Linked DNA regions of Sus scrofa: region 1 is linked to region 2. Evidence: chromatin contacts called from public Hi-C data. All regions are on one chromosome and are shown on one strand. Each heading gives the region's core, a stretch centred on a gene start, on an enhancer-like site or on the middle of the called end of the contact. The rest is flanking DNA. Distances are from core to core; before and after follow the strand shown.

The links. A called contact is a pair of places that touch in the nucleus more often than the background predicts.
Region 1: a Hi-C map of liver shows a contact between it and region 2, with 6 times the contacts expected there. The contact joins two enhancer-like sites. A contact is called at or near these places in 1 of 5 promoter capture datasets (liver), 2 of 47 Hi-C or Micro-C datasets (both in liver) and 1 of 2 datasets of contacts at active chromatin or transcription factors (alveolar macrophages).

Annotation. Positions count from the first base shown.
Region 1 is chr12:13,939,159-13,942,890 of Sscrofa11.1, reverse strand. All of the region lies in intron 5 of PITPNC1 (phosphatidylinositol transfer protein, cytoplasmic 1), which reads right to left. Among named protein-coding and RNA genes, the nearest start is that of NOL11, 95 kb to the left of the region's middle. Within about 2 kb of position 1,575, at least 7 of the 83 cell types and tissues checked have an H3K27ac peak or open chromatin away from gene starts, as enhancers often do. A contact at or near this core is called in alveolar macrophages and liver, where this site is marked.
Region 2 is chr12:13,758,885-13,762,630 of Sscrofa11.1, reverse strand. All of the region lies in intron 1 of PITPNC1 (phosphatidylinositol transfer protein, cytoplasmic 1), which reads right to left. Among named protein-coding and RNA genes, the nearest start is that of PITPNC1, 19 kb to the right of the region's middle. Within about 2 kb of position 1,365, at least 5 of the 83 cell types and tissues checked have an H3K27ac peak or open chromatin away from gene starts, as enhancers often do. A contact at or near this core is called in alveolar macrophages and liver, where this site is marked.

The DNA of each region.
Region 1 (3,732 bases), core at 326-2,825, 180 kb before region 2:
CTGAAAAAAAATTTTTATAAAAAAGAAATTCCCCCCCACATTATGAAAATTTAAACCTTCAACCAGGCTTAAAAAATCCAGGCAGCAGATCCACATATAGTTTTATAATTCTATTTTTAGAGCCAAATATAGCATATTTGGTACATGAGAGCTTTGAGGCTAAACTAACCCAGAATTGGAGTTTCCTTCATGGCTCAGTGGCTTGGATCACACGTTGCTGGGGCTGTGGTTGTGGTGTAGGCTGGCAGCTATAGCTCTGACTCGACCCCTAGCCTGGGAACTTCCATATGCGGTGGGTACAGCCCTAAAAAGCAAAACAATTTTAAAAAATTAAAAAAATAAACTAATTCAGAATCAAGTCCTAAGGGTGACACTTGTTCTGATTGTAGGCAAACCACTTGCTCTTATTAGGCCTAAGTTCTCAGCTGTAAAATGGGGATAATGACAGCTGTGTGAATGGATTTAACAAGGTCATGGCTATAGCGAGGTCAGCAGGAGGCTGGGCTCATGTTAGGTAAACAGTCCTGCAAATACCCCTATTATTCCGCTCACCATTACTAGCCATTACCCCCAACACTATCATCACTACTATTATTATTATTACTATTATCCCTACGGCTCCCCTCTCTCGAAGAAGTGACTTCCTAGTTGGGGCCTGCTGGTTTACCCTCTACCCTCTTTGCCTTCCTTTTGCAGATCAGAGGGGCATCTGAGAGCCTGCTTGCTCCACCTGTACTTTGCAAAAGGGCCATTAGATGGGGCCCTCCCATCACCGCCCAAGTCAGCAAGTGGCTCTGATTCTGGACTTTGGAACCTGGGCAAAAGGTGTGAGAGGACTATTGAATTCTGTGATTAGGGCTCAGATTGGCCAAATGAACCCACTGGCTCCAGTCAAGAGGTCGCTCAGGGTCTGCCACAAAGCAAACACCACAGCCCCCATGGGCTGCCTATGTCTGTGATAAGCTAGGTCACCGGCCTGAAGAAGAAGGCGTCCTCCCTTAGAACACAGAGCTCAGTACTGAAGAGGCAGCATATTTGAATCACTAATCAATCCACTTCCAGAAAATGATTTTTTTTTTTTTTTTTTGTCTTTTTGTCTTTTCTACGGCCTCTCCACAGCATATGGAGGTTCTCAGGTTAGGGGTCCAATCGGAGCTGTAGCCACCAGCCTACGCCAGAGCCACAGCAACGTGGGATCCAAGCCACGTCTGCAACCTACACCACAGTTCATGGTAACGCCAGATCTTTGACCCATGGAGCGAGGGCAGGGATTGAACCTGTAACCTCATGGTTCCTAGTCGGATTCGTTACTGCTGAGCCACTACGGGAACTCCAGAAAATGACTTTAAAGACTCCTTGGGAGAAAATTCAAAATCACATTAAAATTTCAGGAGGTGAGTGGTCACTGGTGGAATAATTGGCACTTTTCAGGCTCCTCCTCCTTCCAGGCTCACGCTGACCAGTGTTAGTTACAGACCACCCGTCTGGACACCCCTGTCCTCACTTCAGAGAACCCCATGGACCATGGTCCAGGTTCTGCTTTACTCTAACTCATGTCCATGTCTCCATGACTAAGCTAACTCATGTCTTAGTGTCCACATGGACAACTCATGCAATGCCACACGCCCAACCGCCTAATTCCTTTTCCACTTCTCCTCCAATGACCTTTACCTCCATTCGACCCCCTTCCCACTTCCTCCCCATTCCCAAAGCCCCACTCTGGTTTTGAATCTCCTGGAATCAGTCCACTTCTGAAATCTGAAAACTCTAGGTACTTTTTCCCCAAACTCAGACTCAGTCCTCTCATTCTCACTCCCAGGATCCCTCCTCCTTGACCTGGCTGAGCTCCCCAATCCCCGAGAGCCTCTAATGGACTCAGAGCTCACAACGACCTTCCCCTTCTCCTTCCACTTTTCCATACTCTGCTGAACCCACCCTGAAAGCAAATCCCAAATCAATTCAACCGTTTCCTCTGTGCTGACATGCAGGCTGCAAAGCACAGCTGGGAAAATGATACCAATACTGAGGCTGGTGGCACAAACTCTTTTGAAATCTCCCAAATCACCAGACTGCCAAACCTTTCAAGCAATTCTTTTCCTCTTCTGGAGTTTCCCAAACATGTTATCTTTGACCTCCATCCTTCTTAAGCCCTTTCCCCGTCTCCTTCCCTTTCAGCAGATGACCTTTCTTCTCACGTTACTGGAAACTGGAGGCCAGTGACTTTTGGCCACCCCTTTCCTTTCTCTGTAGACATATCCTTAGCTGCCCTGCCCTCTCCTTCTATTTCAGGGGTTCATGAAGACCACTCACCCCCTGACTTCTGGGAATAGGCCCTTCCTCTTCCACTTTCAGACTCTCACTCACCTGCTGGCTCCTTCCTCTCGGTATTTGACGGTCAAGAGTTAATTCATGGTATTTTTTATCAATCAATGGGTGCATATTTTTTCCTTGTATCCCATGTCTTTCCCTGGGTTCACTTTTTTTTAAATGGCCATACCTGCGACGTATGGAAGTTCCTGGGCCAGGGAATCCGAGCCTCAGCTGCTGACCTACTCTGCTGTGGTAACGCTGGCTCCTTTAACCCACTGTGCAGGGCTGGGGATCGAAACTGCACCTCCCACCTCCTTGACCCAAGATGCCACAGTTGGATGGATTCTTAACACACTGAGCCACAGCAGGAACTCCTCCCTGGATTCACTTTGCAAAAGTATCCCCTCACTAATTTCTTGCATCTATCGCTACTAATCAGAAATCCACACTCAGGGTTCTTGCTGTCCCTTTTTATGTGGTCTGTCTTTCCTTTGAGGTAGCTTTTAAGAGCTTTAAAAAAAAACTGTTGATTCTCTGCAGTTTCATTACAATGCAACTAGATGTGGTTTTATTTTTGTGTATCTCCTTGGTATTTGAAGAAGTCTGAGAGTGGCCAGACTGCTTGGGGTCAAATCACACCACCTAGCTGTATGACCATGGGTAAGTAATATGTATTCTCTCTTTTCCAGTTAACTCACATGTAAAATGCTCTTATCTCAGGATTATAAGAGAACTGATGGATTGATACACTAAAGTACATAGAGTGGTGCCTGGAACAAAAGTGCTCAAGAAGTGTTGGTTATTATTATTTAAGAATAGCTCTCTCTATATATCTCTCTATATATTTGCTTTTTTTAGGGCTGCACGTGCGGCATATGGAAGTTCCCAGGTTAGGTGTTGAATCAGAGTTGCAGCTGCTGGCCTACGCCACAGCCACAGCCATGCCAGATCTGAGCTACGTCTGCCACCCACACCACAGCTCAAGGTAATGCCGGATCCTTAACCCACTGAGTGAGGACAGGGATGGAACCCGTGTCCTCACAGATTCTAGTCGGGTTTGTAGCCTGCTGAGCCGCCATGAGAACTCCTTGTTATCATTTAAAAAACTGATCCAAGGGGGTAAGGAAAACCCAGAGGAAAGAATATCTACAATATAAGAATTTATGACACCTCTAGAGAATAAGGAACAGCCAAGGCGACAGTCTTTAAACCAGAAGACTTTACAGTCAGTTTAGAATAATGATCAACACGAGCAATCCTAGGTCTGTTGAAAACAGCTCCGACTCCCCGGTCTCTCAAGGCTGGCGCTGATTGTCCTTGAGACACGGTAGGACTCGTCAAGTACATGACCCCAACCTTGCAGCAGGAGAAACCTGTCAAAGTCCCTGAATGTTCTGACCCAAGAACCACTTCTTGACTTTG
Region 2 (3,746 bases), core at 116-2,615:
TCTGGAAAGTCTGATGTTATTGGAGAAAGCAAGTGGAATTTGTAGCCAACGTGCCATGGATTGGAATTCGACTCTGCCATTGCCTCTCCGCATGCCTTTGGCAAATCCTGTCATGTGACATCTGTAAAATGAAGATGATAGGATCCACCCTGGAGAATGACTGCATAGATGAAAGGAGATAATTAACACAGTGGTCCCAGCACACTATGTGTTCCAGAAATGTTGGCCCTCCGTGTTCTCTCCTGTCTTGTGAAAAAGACAAGGGAATGCCCACATAAACAAATACACAATTTCCATTAAATGTTTGTACACACACGCACTCACACACACACACACAAATTGGCTTTGCCATTTACTAAATTTTCTTCTCTGCATGGTAAATTATAATCTTGGTTAAAGTGTTTCACAAAATATCTCATGAAAGGAGTTCCCAGGCTCAGCAGAAACGAACCTGACTAGTATCCACGAGGACGCAGGTTCGATGGCCTTCATCAGAGGGTTAAGGATCTGGCATTGCCGTGAGCTGTGGTGTAGGTCGCAGATGAGGCTTGGATCTGGCATTGCTGTGGCTGTGGTGTAGGCCGGCAGCTGCAGCTCCCGATTTGACCCCTAACCTGGGAACCTCCAAAAGCAACAGGTACGGCCCAAAAAAGACAAAAAAAAAAAAAAATCTCATGAGAACGTTGTTTAAAAAATTAAAACTGGAGTTCCTATTGTGGCTCAGTGGATTAAGAACCCAACATAGTGTCTATGAGGATTCGGGTTTGATCCCTGGCCTCACTCAGTGGGTCAAGGATCTGGTGCTGCCACAAGCTACAGTGTAGACCTGTGAGCTGAAGCTCCGATTCAACCCCTAGCCTGGAACTTCTATATGCCTCAGGAGTGGCCATAAAAAGAAAAATAAATAAATAAATAATTTAAAAAATGAAAACTCATGAGGAAAAATGGAGAACAATCCATTCTTAAGCTTATTAATACAACCAAGGGCTTCATCGCTATACCCAAGTGCTTAGCGGTTTCTGCAACCAAGGTAAGCAGCTATGACCTATATTTTATGATGTGGATGTGACTAAAAAGTCAGCAGGTTGTTGGATGAAGCCAGAAAGGCACGCTTATCACATCTGCCACTAAGCTAAGAGGAGCAGCTCACACAGAAAATAACAGAAGCAAGAATCAAAAACATTTTGTCAAACTTGAAATCAGCAGACACCATTCATCACATTTACATTTCAAAGTCCTACGGTAATGGCTCTTGTTGCTATAAGGCTGCTTGTTTTCATAGATCTCAGACACCGGATGGAGAGACTTAGCTTTGCCAGGAGATCACGTGGATGAGAACAGGGTGAACCGATCACCTTCCCAGCCAGCAGTTTGCTGCAGCTTCCAAAAATGACAATGCTAAACACTAACGCAGCAACATGGCATGAGGTGCTGAAGTAACAGTTCCCATATTTTCAGCCCTGGCCCTCCGATATTCTTGAGCCAAACCTGGCCCGCACCTGTTTTGGTATGGCCCACGAGCGACAAATGGGTTTTGTGTTTTTAAATGGTTGAAAGAAAGCAAAAGAATAAATTTCATGACATGCGCAAATGATATGAAATTCAAATTTCCAGGTCTATACATAAAATTTTATCAGAACACAGCCATGCCTGTTCGTGTATATATCGTCTCTGCCTGCTTTTGTGATGCAAGGTCAGAACTGAGCTGTTGCAAGAGTTGTTGCAACCTTACGGCCTGCAATTCTAAAATAGTTCTATCTGGCCTTTTACAGAAAAGGTTTATTGACCCTTGCTCTGGAGCACGGCGTTCAATATTTTTGAAAGGGCAAAAACAGAGGAGATCCACGTCCATGGGGGTGGGAAGGGACTCGGGAAACTCTTTCTTAAGGTGAATTGTCGAGGGGATTGTGGATATTACGCCAACAGAATAGAAAATCAAAGGACAACATTATAGTTTTCTTTAAATATTATAGTTTTCTTTAAAGAGCCTGCATGGGGAAGTGGCTTGTGTTTGTGTAACTATAGAAGGGAAAATGACAAGTTCTAGAGAGGCAGACATCAACTAAACATTAGAAAGAGTCTTCTCTCACAACGAAGTAGACAATCACAGAGGCCTTATCGCAAGACAGCCAGCACCCCGCCATGCTGGTATTTAAGCTAAAAGGCAAGGTGAGAGCCATGCAAGATGACAACAGAAAGGATTCTTACAGTGGGTAGGAAGCTGAACTGTTTCAATACTCATGTTCTCTCTACAATTTTATCTCAGAAGAAGAAAAGGATCAGAGCTCCTGCTGTGGCAAAATGGGATTGGCGGGCATCTTGGGAGCACTGGGACAAAGGTTCAATCCCCGGCCAGCAAGTGGGTTAAGAATCCAGGGTTGCTGCAGCTGCGGCTTAACTCGGATCTGATCCCTGGCCCTGGAGCTCCATATGCCACAAGGTGACCAAAAGTGGGAAAAAATGAAGGAAGGAAGATGCAACCAAGGTAAGCATATGGGAAGGGAAGGGAAGTGAGAGACAGAGAGAGAGAGAGAAGGAAGGAAAGAAAGAAAGGGAATGATCATAAGGAGTTCCCTGGTGGCCTAGTCAATAAAGGATCCTGCATTGTCACTGCTGTGACCAGAGCCACAGCAGTGATGTGGGTTCGAGCCCTGGCTTGGGAGCTTCTGCATGCTACAGGAGCAGCCAAAATAAATTTAAAAAAAATTTTTTTTAATTTTTTAATAAAAAATTTTTAAAAAGAAAGAAAATGGGAGTTCCTGTCATGGCGCAGTGGTTAACGAATCCGACTAGGAACCATGAGGTTGAGGGTTCGGTCCCTGCCCTTGCTCAGTGGGTTAAGGATCTGGCATTGCCGTGAGCTGTGGTGTAGGTTGCAGACGCGGCTCGGATCCCGCGTTGCTGTGGCTCTGGCGTAGGCTGGTGGCTACAGCTCCGATTAGACCCCTAGCCTGGGAACCTCCATATGCCACGGGAGCGGCCCAAGAAATAGCAAAAAGACAAAAAAAAAAAAAAGAAAGAAAATGATCATAAGCAACAAATGAGAGCTTAATGACAGATCAATGGAAACAATTTCTACTATCGCATTCAACTATGGACAGTCCTTGCATGGAAATATATATTCATACATGTACATGTATACATATATATGTGTATATGTACATATATATGTAAACAGTGCATTAAAAAGAGGCTTATTTAAATAAAGAGCACATTAGCTTTAAAAAGAATCACATTAAAAAAAGAAGGGTTATTTTTAGAAGGAGGGTTCCAATTACAGAAAATAAGGAAAGGACATCCACTGCTACATACAATGAACGGAAATCTTTCCTTGTGGAGAGGAAATCAGCTTGGCGCTGCCTGAAAAGGGGGAAAAGTTTTAACAGGAAACGGGAGGAATGTGCTAAGGAAAAAAAATGTGCTGAACTACAAAATACAGTAAAGGGCACAGTGGCGTGATCACTGGCACTGGACTTGATAAAGTAGTTTTATAAACAACATCACAAAGCACAGCCACCTGTTAAGCTGTTATTTTGGCCCATCTATTTCCAATGGCAATCTCGACACCCAAGCAAGAGACACACCACCATAGCAACATAAACATCACAGTGCTGGAGAACAAAATTTTAGGAAGCAATTTATAGCCTCTGCAGGGCTGGAAATAAACTAATCCTTAAGCATTTGTTACTATGACATAACGTTCCCGCAGGACAAACTCAGGACCTTTGGACACCCCAGGATTTCCT